Regions from separate parts of the Pan troglodytes genome. Here region 2 is linked to region 1. A link is a contact called in public Hi-C data. All regions are on one chromosome and are shown on one strand. The core of a region is the stretch at or near the end of the contact, and the rest is flanking DNA. Distances in the headings are between cores, read along the strand shown. Region 1 holds the start of S1PR3 (sphingosine-1-phosphate receptor 3). Region 2 holds the start of SPIN1 (spindlin 1).

Evidence for each region. A called contact is a pair of places that touch in the nucleus more often than the background predicts.
Region 2: a contact with region 1 is called in a Hi-C map of stem cell-derived neural progenitor cells, with 6 times the contacts expected there. The contact joins the promoter of SPIN1 here to the promoter of S1PR3 in region 1. A contact is called at or near these places in 1 of 7 Hi-C or Micro-C datasets (stem cell-derived neural progenitor cells) and 1 of 1 datasets of contacts at active chromatin or transcription factors (stem cell-derived excitatory neurons).

Annotation. Positions count from the first base shown.
Region 1 is chr11:49,472,989-49,478,778 of NHGRI_mPanTro3-v2.0_pri, forward strand. It overlaps S1PR3 (sphingosine-1-phosphate receptor 3), which reads right to left and starts at 3,133. Exons shown (of 1, transcript XM_054658249.2): 1 at 1-3,133. The coding sequence starts at 3,032. The coding sequence ends at 1,896.
Region 2 is chr11:50,089,248-50,095,284 of NHGRI_mPanTro3-v2.0_pri, forward strand. It overlaps SPIN1 (spindlin 1), which reads right to left and starts at 2,285. Exons shown (of 6, transcript XM_016961098.4): 1 at 2,169-2,285.

The DNA.
Region 1 (5,790 bases), core at 1,883-4,382:
TAGAAACAGGATTTCACCATGTTGGCCAGGCTGGTCACAAACTCCTGACCTCAGGTGATCCACCCGCCTCAGCCTCCCAAAGTGCTGGGATTACAGGTGTGAGCCACTGCGCCCAGCCTGTTGTTGTTTTCTTAATCCAGTACTTTAACGTTTTACTGTCCTAGAAATGCCCTGGGTTTTCTCATGCTATTTCATAAGAGAATATGCTACTTTTCATTGATGTCAAGAAGGCAACAGAAATGCTCCTGGGGAAGATCTCCTTACAAATAGGTTTCATCTCATCAGTAACAAAAATTAGAAAAGCCTTTGGTCAGCCCATGGAGGTGAGTTACTCTGAACCTACGAAAATGTCTCTTTATAAGAGCAAATTGCATCAGATGACAAAACAGGAATCAATTTCTCTTAGAAAAAGTTAGTAATGTGTTAAGACTACTCTTTTAGGTTTTATTCAGGCAAATGCTCACTGAACCTAAAATACTTTAGGGGACTCTGATGGGAGGTTCCTTTGAACGCTGGTTGGTTTTGTCCTTGTTTTTAAAGAGAACTCAACACAGCAACTGTGTGTTTATGAAATTTCTACAAACGTGTTCACTTTTCTTTCCATCTATTTGTATAACACGTACAATCCTTGGGGAAGAGCATGTACAAAAATGTCTTCTAAGTAATCCCTTTACAAGGTAAACAGACTGCTACGGGTTCAACTTATGTTGAAAAGTAAAATTACAGCATCACATAGGTATTATTACATTACTCTGAAGAATGCATAAACTGCCAGATCACATTTTCTAACCTGAAAATTAAACTTCTTTCACTGATAGTCACAATCAGTGCCAGCTTTCAGGACGCTGTGAAACTGCCGGTGGCCACAGCTACTTAGCTGTGATGCCACAGGGGATTACTGACTTGCTGCTTTTCTAATATAAAAACAAACTCAACATAGAATCAAAGTGCTGTCTTGTGAATCTCTGCTCATTTCCTGGACAGCTTCCATTTCCTGAAGCAGACCCCTGCCCCACTGGCGTGGGAAGGTGAGCCAGGCCAGCCGTCCGCTTCTGCTTCTCCTTCATAGGCTCTTTCTTTGGCCCATCTGGGGGCACAAGCTCCTGGGTGATCTTGGCTGGCTCTTCTGTAATTTGCAGAAACCTGAAAACCATCACATAATTGGGCTTTGGAATATGATTAAAATTACGCAGGGACAAATGACTGAAAGGACAGGACACAGGGCTGGTGTGGGTCAGACCCACACATCTGGGGCCAGCCTTGGACAAGCCTTTTTGGGGAATTTGAACTTTTAAAACTTGGTTAACATGAGATTCATGTCAGTCTAAGGAGACCAGGGATGGCATGTCCACCTAGTTCAAAACAATGTCCTTGTACTGGGGGTTCAGTCTGAACCCACTTGTATAACCTGTTACCTGTGTGTTGTATGGAGATTCTATGTAGGTACCACATGGCAAACACCTGCAACACAAATTCTGTGTAACATAGAGATGTACGAATATACAAGCATCCATTCTACGCACAGGAAATGTAGTGTAAAATCATCAAAACACCATTCAGAGGCACACGGAGAATCACACAGCATTGTGTGGCCCACGACCTTCCCTCTCTGTGAACAACAGGGAGGGTGTCTAGGATGCAGCAGAAGGCAGTGGATGATGTCAGCAGCTTAGTACATCTGAAAGACTCTGGAGCCCAAAGTGGACAAGGCACGTTGTTTACACTGAAACGGGGTGGTGATTCCTTGGGCCCCCTCTGTAAGAGACATCCACACTGGGCAGGCTGTTGGTCAAAGTAAGGTAGATCTCCCGAGTCACAGCTCTCGAGGGGCTCCTGTGGAAGCGACGCATGCAATAAATAAGAACACAGCCGCAGAGCAGGGCTCATGGAGACGATCAGTTGCAGAAGATCCCATTCTGAAGTGCTGCGTTCTTGTCCATGATGCAGGATGAGGGGGCTGTGTGGGGCAGGTCTTCCTTGACCTTCGGAGAGTGGCTGCTATTGTTGCTGCTGCTTGATTTACTTCTGCTTGGGTCGAGCGCAGGCTGGATGGGTGAGGCGCGGGCCCCCCGTCCCCTGACCAGGCAGTTGCAGACCAGACGGAAGAAGGCCCGCCGCATCTCCTTGCTGGCCAGCGTGTAGATGACCGGGTTCATGGCCGAGTTGAGCACAGCCAACACGATGAACCACTGAGCCTTGAAGAGGACGGGGCACGCCTGCACCCTGCAGGCCACATCAATGAGGAAGAGGATGAAGAGTGGGGACCAGCAGGCGATGAACACGCTCACCACAATCACCACGGTCCGCAGCAGTGCCATGGACCGCTCTGAGTTGTTGTGGTTGGCCACCTTACGGCTGCTGGACTTCACCAGGAAGTAGATGCGTGCGTAGAGGATCACGATGGTCACCAGGATGGCCGTGAAGATGCTGATGCAGAAGGCAATGTACTTCTTGGAGTAGAGGGGCAGGATGGTAGAGCAGTCAGGGAGATTGTGCAGGCAGTTCCAGCCCAGAATGGGCAGGGCGCCCAGCGTGAAGGCAATGAGCCAGCACATCCCGATCAGGAGGAAGACGCGGTGCCTCTTGTTGGCGTCGTAAGGCCTCATTTTGATCATTGTCAAGTGCCGCTCGATGGCGATGGCCAGTAAGCTGCAGGTGGACGCCCCAAGGGCCACGAACATACTGCCCTCCCTGAGGAACCAGACCGTGGGAGACAGGCTGAACGTCTTCTTGCCAGACATCAGAATGTTGACCTTGTAAGCGATGCCGGCCAGCAGGTCGCAGAGAGCCAGGTTGCCAATGAAAAAGTACATGCGGTTGTGAAATTTATTGTTTTTCCAGATGGCAATCAAAACCATCAGGTTCTCCAAGACGATGAAGCTGCAGATGACCAAGAAGAGCACGGTGGTGAGCGTGCTGCCCTCGGAGGCCTCCTTCAGCCTGCCCGCCAACTTCCCCACGTACTGGTAATGCTCCCGCAGGGTCTCGTTCCCCCGCACCGGCTGGAGACGCGGCGGGAGGGCAGTTGCCATCACTTGGCATTCACAGACGATTAGCTCCAAAATCCACGAGAGGGCGCCCCAGGAACATTCATTTCAAAGGGAAGCGGGGCTGAGGTTCCGGCTTCAGTCAGCAAGGCGTGCAGGCCAGACTCCAGCGAGGGCGTTGAAAAAGGGCTCCTGCCAACAGATAAAAAGAGGGAGCGACCATTGATAAAACGATCGCCGCCTACGGGGCCACGGCAACGCTGTTGGAGAAAGGCATGAAAAACGTGGAAGTACTGGGATGGCTAGCCACGTCAGGCTGCAGAGAGGGTCTTTAGACACAGGCTAAATTCCTAAGTGATTGGGGGACACCATGGGAAGCGATTTGGTGTCTGGAGTTGCCGGGAAGGGAAATTCAGTGCATGAATTATTGAATCCTGTAACAAAGATACACAGACCCAAGTACAGCTTACATCTGGAAATCTCCAGGAACTAGAAAATGCTAACTAGTCCTCATCTAGGGCATGGGAGCTGGTGACCCATTATCCCAGTTACTCAGGGAAAAGCAGGATTTTCTCAGGACCAAAAAGCAGGATGGAATCTGAATGATGCCGGCTCAATTTCTAAAACCTCCCTGGTGAGTTTTACAGTGACATCGTGGGAAGCTCCCGCACTTCCCAGATGGCGTCCCCTGGATCCAGGCCCAGAAATCAGGTCTGTATGGGCTGTAGGTCGGCCTGGCAGAGAGCCCTGAGGCCTGACCATGCAGCCATCGAGGGACCAACAGTGCATGTCTGAGCAGTGCCCATGCAGACACCGCACTCGTGAGCAGTGAGTCCAGAGCCCAGCGAAGACAGAACATCAACCTGCAAAAACGGGACCCAAGTCTACAGATGATAAAGGAAGGACAGGAAAGCAGTGACAATCACACTGAGTCTGGCTTGAAATTCAGAGACCTGAATATCAAATAGAGCATGGGTGCATGTGAGCCAACAGAAAAGTGGCACATTTGGGAACACTGCGAGAGAGGGAAAGTGGTGAGTGAAGGCCTCAATGGATTCTGAATTCCAAACTCTTCCCCCACAAGACCTCAAACACTTGCACTCAACCACACCTGGTAATATCGATCAGCCTTCTGTGATATTGATGACGCCACACACCCAACTATCAAGGTAGAAATCGCTTTCAGTGGACTCACTTATTTTATTTTATTTTTTATTTTTATTAAAAAAAAATTTTCTTTTGAGACGCAGTGTTGCTCTGTCACCCAGGCTGGAATGCAGTGGCACGATCTCGGCTCATTGCAACCTCTGCCTCCTGGGTTCAAGTGCTTCTGCTGCCTCAGCCTCCCAAGTAGCTGGGATTACAGGCACCCGCCACCATGCGTGGCTAATTTTTGTATTTTTAGTAGAGACGGGGTTTCACCATGTTGGCCAGGCTGGGCTCGAACTCCTGACCTCAAGTGATCAGCCTGCCTCAGACTCCCAAAGTGCTGGGATTACAGGCATGAGACACAGCACCCAGCCATCATTTATTATTTGAGTATTTAAATATGTAATTAAGTTCAAATGAGGCTAATTTAAAAGAGCCTACTGTGTGTATCCAGTGAATTTTTTTTAACTTTTACGATGTTTGAACCGCAGCCCTAAATTTGCTTCAGAGACACATGAACAACTCACCAATACTATGGGCTCTGCATTTTAGGGTGTGATTGACTCTGAATCTCATCCACGCATGAGTTTATTCCCAGGTACAAATCAGTCCCTTGAAGATCCAGGGCTTGCCTGGGTGGGGCTGAGAAGCAGAGGTGGCTCCAAATGGTTTCTGTATCCTCGTGACCCTCTGGAGTGCTGAATGCTGTCAAAGCCCTCCTCTCCCTACATCAATTTGGGGGACCTGGATTTTCTGAGATGGCCCCTTGCTTCTTTGCAAAGATTTTTTTTCCAGTGTCCTGGAGCTTGGTGGTGTTGGTTGTTCTGGAAACCCCGGGGGCGGGGGGTTGGCGGGGGGTGGGATGTCTGAGCTGACGTCTGTGCTCTGCCTGGAACTGCCCTGACCCTTCCCAGCTGCCGCCTCCTGAAGTCACAGAGGCCTTGGGTCGAGGTCAGCTGGAATGCCAAGTGCTGGCAGAAAGGCTTATGTGTTGGCCAAGGCCCTCTGCTAACTGCAGAAAGAAAAAGCAGCCAAGTTCCAAGTCCAGGCTGATGATGCAGGATGAGAGGAGGTTGCCTGCCCAGATCTCTCCCATCACTCATGAGCCATGACAGGCAGCGCAGGGCCCTGGGCCTGCCTCCTCGAGCTGTGGCTCACCCATGCCAGCCCTACTTGGCTTCCCATTCACCTGAGAAGAGACCATGTCTTGCCTGTAGGTTCTCCTGGAGGCAAACAGGACAGTCCAGTGGGCAGCCTTCCCCCCAGCCCCTCCCTCTCTACCATTTCTGAATTTTATTTAAATCTTGCCCATCCTTCAAGCCTCAAGTCAAATTCCACTTGCTCTGTAACATTTTCTGGAATCATCCCAGCCCCTGGTGACTTTTCTCTGAGGCTGCATGCCACTTCTGAAAAAGTACTGCGAACTGTCTCTTTAAATGGGGCAATACCATAGTCAGCAGCATTTTCTGAGCACTGAGCTTATCCATTAACACAGGGACTTTCACCATGGGTAAGTTCACAGTACCCTCCCCAGCATCCTGTACACTGATGGGTGCTAAAAAGATACTGTCCTTTTAGTTGTTTTTGTTTGTTTGTTTTGTTTTGTTTTGTTTTTGGGATGGAGTCTCATTCTGTCACCCAGGCTGGAGTGCAG
Region 2 (6,037 bases), core at 1,035-3,534, 620 kb after region 1:
ACCTAAACCTCTGGCAGTTAAAACCAAATTAATAACTCTCATCAATATGATAGCCAAATTTGAGACACTACCCACGAAATGCAGAGGGGCACACATCAGGCACATCAATATTGTGACCCCTCAGTTCACAAGTAAGGGAGACACACAATTATCTGAGATACACTGTAAGGACACCAATGACCAACATATGGCATCGCAATGGCTGTTCCAGGGAACATCCATTTTCACTGTTTCCTGGATTTCAGGCATAGAAAGATGACTGAAGACATATACTGGCCCTTTTGCCTTGACCCAATTCATAACCATTGCAAAAGTAACCATTTCGCTACTCAAAAGATTATAAAGAAACTCTATTTTTCCTAAGAATCTAGGATCTACTACCTATAATTCTGGCATACACATTCTTTACAACCTTAATATATAATTATCAAATCTGATAACGAACGTTCTGTAAATTACCAGGTACTACAATATTTTGGTGTTTGCCTTTTAACTAAAGCTGAGGGGGGAGAGTGGGGAGGTTGGAAGAAGCCTCATTTCACCTGCCCTTTCCAAAATTTCACTTCAAAAGAGTGTTAAAAAAACTCAGTGTATCTAGGTATAAATCTCCAAGTTTAATTTTCACTGCTTAACAAAAGCGATGTAGAAAGCAATTACTGTACCCTCCATTAATCCTTTCGGATTGCATGGAATTCCTTCCAGAAAATTCCAACAGAAAAAAAGTTAAGACAGGTAATCGCGTTTTGGTACGTGTGTCGTCTCTGGCACAAGTCATGTAGAGTGAAATCCTTTAAGACATTTAAATGTTCCTGGTATTGTTTTGTGATTAACGTGATAAAATTGCCAAACAATCCATATTTACCATGAGTGAAAACACTTCCACCACGTACGGAAAATCTCTCCAAAACACAAAATCTGATTCAAAAATTATAAGTAAAAAGAGAATAAATGTAAAAACAATTGCGTAAACAAACTTTGAAATGCGTATACGATGACATTACTGAAGCCATTACTCAAAACGAACCTCTGTAAAATCGAGAACGCACAATCAATGCAATAAGATGCTCGAGAAAGCCAAACCCGAGGCGCTGCGCAGTTCCCGCATCGCACAATTCGTTTCAACACATTCCTTGACGAATACACCCAAGGTCACTCACGATGGAGAGGAAAAGTGCCTGTCTCTCTCCAGAGCACGCAACCCGTTCGCCGCGCCCCCACGGAGGGCGGCGAAGAGACGGCGCATCAGGAAAGGGGCTGCGCGGGCGCGAGGACTGGCCGGTGGGCGTTCCGGCGCCGCGAACCGCGGAGCCTGCAACTTACAAGGTCCGCGGCCATCCCCCGGGCCTGGGAGAGGTGGCCCCAGGGCAGGCCCGCGTCCCCGGGGTGACCCGACCCGCCGCGCCGGGGTCCCGCCCCTCCCCCCGCCCCGCCCCCGTCGCCAGCCCGGGATTATGCAACGTTCCCCCTCCCCGCCTGCATTCTGGCGCAGCGCCCCCTCCCCGCGCCCGACTGCGCAGCGCCGCCGCCCCCTGCCCGCCGGCCTCCCCGCCCGGCTCCAAACAAAGCGCGCGCTAAGGGGCCGGCGGCGGCCGGGGAACTGGGGACGGGAGGGTGGCGGCCATGTTGGCGGGGGGCGGCGGGGATGGGGGGACGGAGGAGTGGGGGCCGGCGAACAAAGGAGCGCGCGCCCGCCCCGAGGCCCAGGCCCGCCCAGCCCGGGTCCCCGCCGCGGCCCGGCCGGCAGGGGGCGCTATGCGGGCGCCGCCCGCTGGACAATGCTCCGCCGGGCCCCGCGCTGGCCGCGCTCACCTGCGCCCCCGGGCAGACCGCCGCACCGCTGGCCCGCCCGCAGCCCGCACCCCCTCACGACCCACGCCCGCCCTGCGCGAGCCTCACCTGGTGACCGCCGAGGCTGCAGTCCACAGGCCCACGGGTACCGCCGTCGCTCGTTCGCGCTCCCGCTGGCCCCAGCCTGAGCCAGACGGCGCCTCCCCGCCCCCGCTCCCTCGCCGCGGACGCCGCCCGCCCCCCAACAGTCAGAGCGCACGCGCACTGCGCCCGCCGAACTGCGACGGCCGCGCCGCCCCGGCGCCTGGCGCCGACGGCCGACTGCGCAGGCGCAGTGGGGCGGGGCGGGGCCGGCGGGGGCGGGGCCTGGCCCCTCTCACCTGGCTGGCGGCAGGGCGGGGCTCGAGCCGGGGACTGCCAGGTGCGCGCCGGGAATGGGCGGCGGCAGGCGCGCGGGGCACAGGTTCCTGACGGGGCGCAGCTTTTCCCGGAAGGCAGGCAGCCTGAGAAGGGCTTCGTTTTTGCGCAGTAGGACGTTGAAGAAAGGACAAGCCCCCTTTGTCCTGGACGTAAGCCGCAAGTCGTCCAGAGTGGTGCACACCGCGAAGACTGAGGAAACTGGATCACAGGGCTGGGCCGTGAGCCTTGAACCTCGGAGAACGTCGCATTACTGCTCCAGCGCGCCGGTTCAGGGCCGCGGGACGCGAGCCCTTTAAAAGGATGGATTTGCTTCCTGTGACTCCCTGGAAGAGACGTCTTCACCACCGCACTACGTAGAGGCCGGCGTCGTCGCCCGCTCACCCCGCTTGCTGCCTCCCCGCACAAAGCCCAGCCCAGGTAGCTCAGGTTAGCTGGAGCCCCGGAGCCTCACCTGGCCTGGCCTAGGTTGTGTGGGGACGGGATGTGGCTTCTGCAAGCCCAGAAACCTGTTTCCACTCCCCCACCACAAATGGAACTCACCCAGCTCTACTCGCAAGGTTAGGAGCCAAAAATTCCCATGATCGCACGCGAATTCATTTGACTTCCGTTTCAGTTAAGATGCCTTTTCAGCATTTTGTTGCTTGTTTGCAGAAGGGAGAGAGGTAGGATCAAGAATAGTTTTTACTCCTGCAGAGTCGAGTGCGGGACTTGGAGGCTGAGTCCAGGCGCTCTCCCCTCCCCGCCAGTCCCGTGTCCTGGAGCAGGTCACTGACCCGGTTCCTCGAGTGCGACAGCGCAGCCTCATCATAATAAACCGCCTCCCAAAGCGTTGTCAGATCAAATTTCAGAACATGTTACTGGAAACCACCTTGAACACTCTAAACTGCAGCACAGTTATTAGTTAGCAATACTCTTTGGGGTTTCACTGGCACCTTTTCTAACAAATAAGAATGATAGATGCCTGCTCAAACAAATTGAAGTGCTTGTCTCAGATGACACACTTGGCAGGCATGGGACGTTCACAGGCCAACTAGAGGGCTAATTTCAAAACTGAGATATAAAAGTGTATCGCTGTACTTACAAGTTACCAAGTGTTGAGAAATTACTCACTTTCATTTGTGTATTTAATGTCTTTTTTGTTTTTTTAGACGGAGTCTCACTCTGTTCCCCAGGCTGCAGTGCAGTGGCATGATCTCGGCCCACTGCAACCTCCGCTTCCTGGGTTCAAGCAATCCTCACATTTCAGCCTCCCGAGTAGCTGGGATTACAGGCGCGCACCACCATGTCCAGCTAATTTTTAAAAATATTTTTAGTAGAGACGGGGTTTCGCCATGTTGGCCAGGCCGGTCTCAAACTCCTGGCCTCCAGCAATCCGCTGGCCTCGGCCTCCTGAAGTGCTAGGATTACAGGCGTGAGCCACCGCGCCTGGCCTGTTTAATGTCTTATAGTGGGGTCATCTCCGAAACAAAGAGGGATGGGAAGAAGGTAGGTGCCAAGAAGTCTGCTGGTTGGAAAATTTCATCTCATTGGTGAGATCCCTGGGTTTCTCCACCTCAGCAGTGTTGGCTTTTGGGATGGGATAATCCTTTCATGTGAGGTCTGTTCCATACTTTGTAGGATGTTTGACAGCATCCCTGGCCTCCACCCACTAGATGCCAGTAGCACACACACTCCTCCAAAATTCACGGAAAACGTCTTCAAAGTCAAATATGTAGCCCCACCTCCATCTCCGTCCCCAACCCCTGACTTAAAATTTGCCACTAGTGATGATCACATTGGGAGCTATTGAGAATACACAGGACTGTGGTTTACACCTGTAATCCCAACACTTTGGGAGGCTGAGGCTGGAGGATGGCTTGAGCCCAGGAGTTCGAGACCAGCCTGGGCAACATAGCAAGACCCCAACTCTAAAATAAATAAAATTTTTAAAAATTTTTAAAAGGCCAAGAACAGTGGCTCTCACCTGTAATCCCAGCACTTTGGGAGGCCGAGGCAAGTGGTTCACTTGAGGTCAGGAGTTTGAGACCAGCCTGGCCAACACAGTGAAACCCCATCTCTGCTAAAAATACAAAAATTAGCGAGGCGTGGTGGTGCACGCCTGTAATCCCAGCTGCTCCAGAGACTGAGGCAGGAGAATCGCTTGAACCCAGGAGGCAGGGTTTGCAGTGAGTCGAGAACTGTGCCACTGCACTCCAGCCTGGGTGACGGAGTCAAACTCCATCTCAAAAAAAAAATACACAGGATTGTGGCTCATGCCTGTAATACCGGCACTTTGGGAGGCCAAGGTGGGAGGATGGCTTGAGCCCAGGAGTTCAGGACCAGCCTGGACAACATAGCAAGACCCCAACTGTACAATAAATAAATAAAATTTTTTAAAATGAAACAAAGGCTGGCCAGCTGCAATGGCTCACGCCTGTAATCCCAGCACTTTGGGAGGCCGAGGCAGGCAGATCACTTGAGGTCAGGAGTTCTAGACCAGCCTGGCCAACATGGTGAAACCCCATTTCTACTAAAAATATAAAAATTAGCCAGCCATGGTGGCAGGCACCAGTAATCCGAGCTATTTAGGAGGCTGAGGCAGGAGAATCGCTTGAACCCAGGAGGCAGGGGTTACAGTGAGCCGAGATTGCACCACTGCACTCCAGCCTGGACAACAAGAGTGAGACTCCATCTCAAAAAAAAAAAATTAAAAATAAAAGAATGCACAGTCCAGTAATGCCACCCAGCCCTGTATCAGTAAAGGTCACACTCTAGAGTGGTACATATCTCAGCTGCATCTAAGGCCTTGCTAATTAGCTCATTAGAATGTCACAAATGGGTTTTTATATTACCCATGTATAGCTGCCAAAAATGTTTAAGTGAATCTAATCAAAGTTGGAAAAAAAAATAAGAAAAATCCAGGTTGGAAGACATTCAGCAAAACAATTTCCCTGCACTACACTCTAAAAAAAGTCAAGCTAGGGAATTGGTCCAGACAGATAACACAACTGGGTCGGTCCATTAAGTGACCCCTGATGCAGCACTGCATTGAAGGCAAAAAAGCTGTGAGAGAGATTTGAGGGACAACTGGGGAACTTTGTAGTTATATATGGACTATATATTAGACAGTATTATTGTATCATCATTAGATTTTTCAGTGTGACAGTGGCTATTTACAAGAATGCCCTAGTTCTTAGGATGTTAGTGCTGAATCATTAGACAAGAGACCTGATGGCTACAACTGACATATAAATGCCCCAGAGACTGATGTATTTTATATGGAGGTAAAGCAAATGTAACAAACTGTTAATAGTTGGTGGATCTAAGTGATGAGTCTAGGTGTGTTACTGTGCAGTTTTTTCAACTTTTCTGGAAAACGAACTTTTCAAAATAAAAAATTGGAAAAATAGAATTCAAGTTAATTTTTGAATTTCTAGGATACTAAGACACATTGATTCAACTTGCCAGGCAGCTCCTGCTGTCCTCCAACTTGCTAATGAAATGTTTTGAGAAACTTACCTATATAGCAAATTTCTTTTATTTTGCTTTTGTTATATTTTGGAGAAGGAGTCTTGCTATTTCGCCCAGGCCTGGCTTGAACTGTCCGTCCTTCACCTTGGCTTCCTGAATAGCTGGGGCTACAAGCATGCACCACCAACTGTGGCATATAGTTAATTTCTCTGCAGTTTCTCCACCATACTCAACTTCTAGAGATTGGATCAAAGGTTCTACATATATTTTTCCTCCTATAGCAAGCTTATTAAATACAAATTGGCATGTTAAAAACCTTGGCCGGCTGGGCGCGGTGGCTCGTGCCTATAATCCCAACACTTTGGGAGGCAGAGGTGGG